3 separate regions of the Mus musculus genome follow, and all the other regions are linked to region 2. A link is a contact called in public Hi-C and HiChIP or PLAC-seq data. All regions are on one chromosome and are shown on one strand. Each heading gives the region's core, a stretch centred on a gene start, on an enhancer-like site or on the middle of the called end of the contact. The rest is flanking DNA. Distances are from core to core; before and after follow the strand shown.

Region 1 (2,700 bases), core at 37-2,536, 180 kb after region 2:
AAGGACCCAGATATAGCTATCTCTTGTGAGACTATGCTGGGGCCTAGCAAACACAGAAGTGGATGATCACAGTCAGCTATTGGATGGGTCACATGGCTCCCAATGGAGGAGCTAGAGAAATTACCCAAGGAGCTATAGGGAACTGCAACCCTATAGGTGGAACAACATTATGAACTAACCAGTACCCCGGAGCTCTTGACTCTAGCTGCATATGTATCAAAAGATGGCCTAGTTGGCCATCACTGCAAAGAGAGGCCCATTGGACTTGCAAACTTTATATGCCCCAGTACAGGGGAACCCCAGGGCCAAAAAGGGGGAGTGGGTGGGTAGAGGAGTGGGGGTGTGGGTATTGGCGGACTTTTGGGATAGCATTGAAAATGTAAACGAGGAAAATACCTAATTAAAAAAAAAAGGAAAAAAAAAAAAAAGAACAATATCGATGTTGTTATAACTGTATCTGGACCTGGGCTGGTGGATACAAAACGACCTTACGTTGCTACATGGTTCCAGCTTCTGTGTCTTCCTCATAGCCCTGATTAGAGAGCGTGGTTAGAGGGCGTGGTTAGAGGGCGGTTAGATGGCATTCCCAACACTAGGAGAAGGAGAACTCAGCAATGCTGAATGTTTGGAACACATTGAGGCATCCAGGAACGGTCAGTAGGTCAGTTGGTGATAATACAATGTTCCCAAGAATGGCTTTAGTTTTACACTGGTATCTTAAAGGCAGCCTACCTCGGTTGGCCCAGCATACATCATAGGAGACGGGAAAATGGCCACCACTGTCGTTTCAGGATCCAGGATGCCCTCCTCCAGCACTGCAGCGTGCTGCTTCATACGCCACATCAGAGGGACATCGTCATCCTTCGTCCAGCCACCAAGAGGATGGAGGAGCAGGACAGGGCGCCGGTAGCCCCTCTCCAGAAGCTGCTTGTGGGTATCCTGCATTAACAGAGCGTGCCCGTTGTGCACTGGGTTGCGCAACTGAAATGCAAAGACAGCATCTGCAAAGGGAATTTCCAGAGTTAGGACTTTCAAGCACCACCCTGCATGGGGCAAGCCAGGCTTTCCTGGTTGATGGTCACAAGAAACAAACACACAAGCTCAGCATCACAAACGGGTAAAGCCATGGACTGGTGACTGCTTATTCCAAGACATGCACTGCTGCTACTCAGTGCTACAGCCCTTGCTCACCGGAGGACATGTGATACGGGAGCCACAGACTCAGGGCGGTTGGTTACTCCTGCGTTCAGGGAAATGACAACAACTGTCAGGCTTTCTTTCAGCCCTGATTCAACTGTTTTCAACAAGTGTAAATTCAGAGTCAGTGAGTCACTGACCCGTCAAATCCTCCAGAGGCCCTAAAGACCTGAGTTGGGTTACTCATTTTCAAGGGCTTTATAAAGAGAGGCAGAATATGAAGAAAGCTATGGCTTCACTTTTTACTTGCTATCCACATGTAAGCAGATTACTCTGAGAAGAGACCTACTACTATGTTGTCACCTGACTCTAGACTCAGGATTGCAATATAGCAGCAACACTATCTCAGAGGGCCACTGCTATTACTCAAATGAAAGCTACACCATGAATTGAATTGATTAGCCACTGTCTGCTTACAATCTTGGTTTCACTCCTCCATGCTGGCTGCAGGGGACCTCTTGTTAGAAGCCAGGGTTCTTTGGGATATAGAGTAATCTCACAGAACAGGAAATAATCCTGGCACACGAGCTCTGTGTTTACCATTCTCCAGACACCTGTCCCCTCACCCCACCATGATGGTTTGACTCAGACACCCAGTTTTTTTTTTTACTGTTATTTACTTTTGCTTTTGTTAAACATAATAAAAGATTTACCTGTATTATTTTTAATTATGTGCAGGCATGTATGTCTGTGTAGGGTGTGTGCACGTGTGTGCAGGTGCCATTGGAGACCAGAGGTGTAGGATCCCCTGGAGCTGGAGTTGCAGGCAGTTGTAAGCTACCTGACTCAGGTACTGGGAACCAAACACAGGTCGTTTTCAAGAGTAGTAGAACTGCTGACCAACCTCTCCAATCCCACCTCTCACAGTGGGCATCAATTCTGATCCCTCTAGCGCCATGACAGAAGCAAGAAAACTGTCACAAATGACTAGGATTTAGGAGATTTTGTCTTGATGTATCTTTTAATATTTCAAGTTTGGGAATATTATCATTATCCTTAGGCATTATCAAATTACCTTTCAAACATCAGCAGGCTGTATTTTTCTAACCCAAAGATGATGTGATGTGCCACTAGGTATAAGGTACAGAAAAGTCTTGATAGAAGCATATGAACACTGAACATTGTTCAGCTTCCATATAGAGGAGGGGCCCAGAACTGATCACTGCTCTCATCTTTTAGGGTCTGTTTGGAATCCTACTTTTACATAGGGATATGCAAGACCCTAAACATCTCAGACCTTCAGCGCTCACCTCAGAGCAAGAGGCATTTTTACTTCCTCACTTAATTATACTTGGACCTCTAGAGTGCTGAAGGCTGCCTGATGCAGGAGCACAGCATCCCCTCTGAATTTACAGATTTCCTGCTTGAGCATGGCTCTTGCCTGACTCTCACCACTGAGCAGTCTTTTCTGACTGTTCTTCCTTGGCCTTACTCTGCTCCATTTGCAGCTCTGAACCATGAGTGACCTGTACTCTTAGACTGGTCTGAGTTACTACATGAGGG
Region 2 (2,700 bases), core at 140-2,639:
GAGAGGTTCTTTCTCTCATCTACAGCTTTTTTCAGCCCTTGATCCTGCCTCTGGGAGAATCCCCATCTTGAGAGAATTGAGGAGCATGCCTCCTACAAACAAAACTTTGGGGCTCCAATGTTTGCATTGGCACCATCAATTAAAATCTTTCTAGACTACTGCTTTATTTGGGGTTGGGGATTAGCATCTTCAAATACTGAGTGAGTCCAAATACTTTGTGCTTCTAGTCAGCTGTGTTCTAGGCAACCACACCCCAAATTATTTCCTAGACATAGAAAGAAGTGGCATTTCTTTAAAGACTTTGAAGAATAAGTCCAATAAAATTCCTTTGTTGAACAAAGTGACTCATGGGAAAGATCAAATTAAGGGTGTGGTACTGTCATTTGAGCCAGTTAACTTCAAGGTAGCCAACACTGAGAGGTGTGGAGACAAGAGAGGAAATAAACACAGTCACCATGAGGCTTAATCAACTCAGGCTGCTTTAACAAATATTCACTTAAAATAGCCTCTTTTCATTTCTTCAGACGTGTTTTGTGCCCCACCCTTCTCTACAATATCCTTACCAAACACACAAGTATTGCTTTTCTCTCAATATGGCAAAGCTTGTTAAATGTACAGTGGCTATTCATGCACACAGGGTAGGAATTCTGAGTCTTTAATTTTGTCCATTCCCTATTGACAGTTGGCTGCCACAGAAATAACTTCTATGTGCTGGCAATACGGAGAATATGGGAGGTCCTTCAGTCAGGAAATCAATAATGACAATCAGTATCTACCATTCTGCCTATATTCTATACATTTTGAGTTGGGCAACATTGTCAAATGCCTAAATTTCAATGAAATAGCCTTTTTGATTAAAATATCAGACTCAGAGGGGAAGAAAACCTACATAATATTTAATATGTAACTAAATCTTAGAGTTGTTGAAAATGGGATCAATTAGATTTACATTGCAGTATGGGAAAGGCTGATAATTTGTATATAGAAAAGAACTCAGATAAACTAATTTAATGTTTTATCCTGTGGGAGTTCTTAAGTGGACTTAAACAAAAATGGTAAATATCAAAAGAAAATTGTTTACAGTAGCCCCATACACCCACAAGGGATATATATTCATTACAAGACATTGTGGAATCTATAAAATCTAACAGTCTTTTCCTTACAGAGTCCCTAAGATAAAGTTTAATTTATGAATGGAGCACAGTAAAAGGTTAATGATAACCAATGATAAAAATAGAACAATATAACCGTGTACCGAGATAAGAGTTGTGGCAGCAGTGTTCTCAGGCCTTCATGACTTTAAAAAGCACAAACATCATGATACCAGAATAGCCCATCTGATAAGTGGCATGGTGACCGAGTGAATAACAGGCAGGGTGATTCACATCCTGGGCAGGATGGAGAAGGCCAATGCGAGATTTTATCATGCTGCTCAAAACTGCATGCAGTTTAAGACTTATGAATTGTTTATTTCTGGAATTTTCCATTCAACATTTTTAAAGCGCTATTGACTGAAACCGCAGTTGAGAGGGATTAGTGAATAATAGCTTCGATAAACAATACTGATTTGATCCAATCAAATATAACAAGGTGGTTGACTAAACTAATTCATACTAGGTAAACAAGAAAGGGCAGAAGGAAGAATAAAAGAAGGGAAATTTTTCTCTCAGGAAGAGAGTTTTATTATGTCTTTTATGTGGCAAGCAAAATCTAAATGGAATTTATAAAATGAACATTTGCACAAGCAAACTAGGTGGGATTGTGTCAACAACAACAGCTTGATTTATGATCCCCATGGATTTGAGCTCACAAATGCATAGTTGGGGAGAGAACTTCATCACATTAAGGAAAGGCACAACAGATGCTATAACACGATTCTATATGTTGTTGCTCACTAATAGGCTATTGTATTTCATTAAAAGTCATATATTTGTCAATGCTACCTAACTTAAATATTGTAGAACACCGACCAAAAAACAAATAGTGATTTGCAGAGTCAGCCAGGAAATTACAGTAATAATATTACTTTTGGAATAGAATTTAGGAAAACTTTATTCATTGTAAACAATCATAGGATTTTGTTATGTTTTTTTTCATACACATGAATCATGTTCTTTGACATATTTATTCACTTTGTGTTGTATCTGCTCCTAGGAAAACCTTCTTACTTGGGAAATGATGGCAGGGCCTCTCAGATGGTTCTGAAGGGTCACTATAAATCTCCTGAGGGAGGTTTTACAGGTAAATTGGATCCACTGGGCATGCTCAGTAGACAAAAGGTCTCCCATGCCAACAGATGTGGAGAAACGGGCAGAGAAAGATTCTGAGATTTCAGAGAAAGATTCAGCCTGGTTTGTAAGATTCTGGACAGAAGCAGCCAGAGTCAGGGCCAGGGTAATAAATTGACAATATGGTAAGTGACTCTGGGTGATTTGGAAACATGTAAGATGTCATCGTTTTCTACCAATTAGCAATAAAGATCCCTAAGTGACATTAAGGCAATCAGAATCTCTTTGAGCAGAATACTGACAATAGTAGACAATGCTGTGCAGAGGCAGAGGGTGGAGGGAAAGAGGTTCTATTGCTCTTTGGTCAGCAAGAGAAGATGAATGCCTGGATGAAAGCAGTGGGCGGGGACAGGAAGGAAACAAAGTCTCCAGGTAAGCTCAGGCCAACAGAAGAACTCCAGTTTAAATGTAA
Region 3 (2,700 bases), core at 117-2,616, 170 kb after region 2:
GAGCAAAAGAGACTTTCTCCCTTGACAGAAATAAAACTAATGGTGGTGACTTGTAAGTGGGCCTAATTATTTTTATTCTAATTAATTTTTATTCTAATTAATGTCTTATCCAACTTGAAAGCGGGTCATTTATAAACACATCAAAACACTAAAAATTCTTAACACTGTGGTTTAAAATGATCTTTTCCAAACCAGATAAACATTTATGGCTTTCTTTTAGAGACTAAGAAGCACTGGACAACGTCATATACAATTTTGTTAATTTTTTTCTTATTATTTTCTAACCAAAGACTAGATGAAATACATGAAAAGTTTAAATCCGGGGCCCAGGCAGGTGGCTCCACTAGTAAAGGGCTTGCCACACATGTGTGAGGACCTCACTTTGAACTCCTAGGTCCCACATGAGGCCAGCCATGGCAGACCATATCTGCAGGTCCAATGTTCCTGTGCTAAGACAAGGAGCAGACAGCAGACTCTCTGGAAGCAGTGCCAAGCAGAACAACAAACAGACCCTGTCTCAAACAGGGCTGAAAGGCCAGGACTGTGTGTGTTGTCCTGTGGCTTCTCCATGTGCACCACTAAGTGTGTGCACCTGCACTCATACCCACCGCCAGTCACGCAGACACACACACACACACACACACATGGAGTTCTTTTAAGTTTAATTATTTTGAATCTAATTTTTTCAGGGGGGAAGGGGTTGAGACAAGGTCTCATAATGTAGCCCTGGCTGTCTTAGCACTATGTGGACCAGACTGGTCTCAAACTCAAAGATATCCACATGCCTTTGCCTCCTGAATGCTAGGATCAAAGGCCTGCGCCACTACACCCCACTTGAATCTAAATTTATTAGCATATGCTTTCCATGTAGAGCCTCACTCTTTTAATTGGCTTTATTTGCTTATTTATTATTATTTATTATTTATTCTTACAGTGTGGACTGCACGCAGGGTGTGAGTCTTGCCAGCCCAGTGCTATGTTACTAAGCTATAGCCCAGGCAGCATCTGAGTTCACACAATCTTTATCAGAACTCTTCCCAGGCATTCAAATCTCAAACTGCTGGGAAGCGCAGGACTTCCCAAGTACCCAGGGCCTAACCCTAGTCAAACCTTATCTCCACCCAAACTGCACATCAGTTGACTATAAAATTACTCAGGTAATTTTAATTATGTAAGAATCTTCCCAGCTAGAAGCAAAAAAAGTTGGGGAGGGGTGCACTGAGGAGAGGCATTAGAAAGATTTGTGCGGAGTGGAGAAGGCCACATGCTGAGATGGAGAAGCTGCAGCCACTGCTTAAAGTCGCTTCCAGGAGCAGGTGCAGTCCTCAGCCAGTGGCTAGCAGACAGGGATTCAGATCCGACATCTTCCAGGAAATGAGTCACCAGGGGAGGAGACTCCAGAGGCAGGAGGCGCAGAGGAGCCTGGCCTCGCTAGAGGACAAACATCCTGGGTTTCTGATCTAACCAGCTACACATGTTGTTTTGTACAAAGATTATTATTTTAGCAATATAAAACTGATAATTAGCAACAGAGGGACTCTGACACACAGGTTTAAGAGTCCTAGCTCAGAATCCATCGTACTAGGTGGGCTTGCCACTGGAAGGACACAAAAGAAAGAAATCTTAAAGATACCTTGAAGGACCAGTACAGCCATCACTCCCAAAATCAAACAGTTTTTCATCTAGGTGGTAAGGGGCCGTCTTCTAGATGGCAAGGGGTTGCCTTCTATACTCACTGTATACAGTGTATACTTATATAAGTATAGTGTATAGTGTAAGTATATAGTCTATACTTACTGCCTGATGGGCAGGTTCAATGGCTGAGACTCTCTCTGTAGCAGGCCATCAGGTAAAGTATACTCTATCATTACAAACAGGAACAAACTCTGCTAAGATGCAATGATGCCAGCCCAGGAACACTTGCCCCTCAACCCCTTCACTTACTCAGCTCCGTGGGCACTTTGTACTCATGTACGCTCCTTCTACAGAGTCTGCTATTTCTATAATCTAAATAGCTTCGCATTTGTCCACCAGAATACAAATATTTGCCCTTTAAAGGAGTAAAAAAAAAAAAAAAGAGAAAAGAAAAGAAGACCAAATAAACAATATCCTAATAATATGGTAATATCTGTAATGGGACTGAAATCCTACAACTAGATGTCTCTGAGTCACTTCTAAAGCTAACACAGTTTTCTTGACGACTTAAACATAAACAGATGACTTTTATCATAATTCCTATTAATAATTATCTTGCATGAAATCTTCAGGATATGTCCCTCCCTAAGCCTTGTCTTACACTACCATTCAATCAATCCAAAAGCTACAAAATCATTAATTACATAAAGGCTGGCATTGAGTAACACCCATTAATCAAACATGGACGAGCTCATATGTGCCTAATTAATAACTGTTTTCTCGCCACATCAAAGACGATCGCCTTCTCACAAAATTTTAATCACTTTCCAACATATTCCCATCAGCTTAATTATATTGGAACACAAATACAGAAAAAAAATTTTAAAACTAAGGCATTTTTAAAGCTTCCCAAGTTAACTTATTAAGATTTGGTAACTCAAAAAGAAAAAATTCCAAGGAAATGAGCTACTCATGCAACTAACATAGAATTCATCTCTGGAAAATCTTATGAGAACTGATGTAATTATTTAGCTTTTAAATGATTAAAAGAGAAACTTAAAGCGG

The links. Hi-C and Micro-C count contacts between places; a contact is called where the count stands out from the background. HiChIP or PLAC-seq counts read pairs in DNA pulled down with a chosen protein or histone mark.
Region 1: an HNF4G HiChIP or PLAC-seq map of pancreatic cancer cells shows a contact between it and region 2. The contact joins two enhancer-like sites. A contact is called at or near these places in 3 of 484 Hi-C or Micro-C datasets (the C2C12 cell line, adipose-derived mesenchymal stem cells and myocytes) and 2 of 115 datasets of contacts at active chromatin or transcription factors (embryonic stem cells and pancreatic cancer cells).
Region 3: a Hi-C map of the N1E-115 cell line shows a contact between it and region 2, with 3 times the contacts expected there. The contact joins two enhancer-like sites. A contact is called at or near these places in 1 of 484 Hi-C or Micro-C datasets (the N1E-115 cell line), 2 of 115 datasets of contacts at active chromatin or transcription factors (bone marrow-derived dendritic cells and embryonic stem cells) and 1 of 9 other capture datasets (embryonic stem cells).

Annotation. Positions count from the first base shown.
Region 1 is chr3:131,617,322-131,620,021 of GRCm38.p6, reverse strand. Papss1 (3'-phosphoadenosine 5'-phosphosulfate synthase 1) reads right to left here. Exons shown (of 12, transcript NM_011863.2): 10 at 733-1,001. Among named protein-coding and RNA genes, the nearest start is that of Gm36917, 31 kb to the right of the region's middle. Within about 2 kb of position 1,286, at least 41 of the 459 cell types and tissues checked have an H3K27ac peak or open chromatin away from gene starts, as enhancers often do. A contact at or near this core is called in the C2C12 cell line, myocytes and pancreatic cancer cells, where this site is marked.
Region 2 is chr3:131,801,725-131,804,424 of GRCm38.p6, reverse strand. No RefSeq gene overlaps it. Among named protein-coding and RNA genes, the nearest start is that of Gm29865, 90 kb to the left of the region's middle. Within about 2 kb of position 1,389, at least 37 of the 459 cell types and tissues checked have an H3K27ac peak or open chromatin away from gene starts, as enhancers often do. A contact at or near this core is called in the C2C12 cell line, the N1E-115 cell line, myocytes and 1 more, where this site is marked.
Region 3 is chr3:131,634,972-131,637,671 of GRCm38.p6, reverse strand. The region is part of intron 11 of Papss1 (3'-phosphoadenosine 5'-phosphosulfate synthase 1); the gene reads right to left. Among named protein-coding and RNA genes, the nearest start is that of Gm36917, 49 kb to the right of the region's middle. Within about 2 kb of position 1,366, at least 65 of the 459 cell types and tissues checked have an H3K27ac peak or open chromatin away from gene starts, as enhancers often do. A contact at or near this core is called in the N1E-115 cell line, where this site is marked.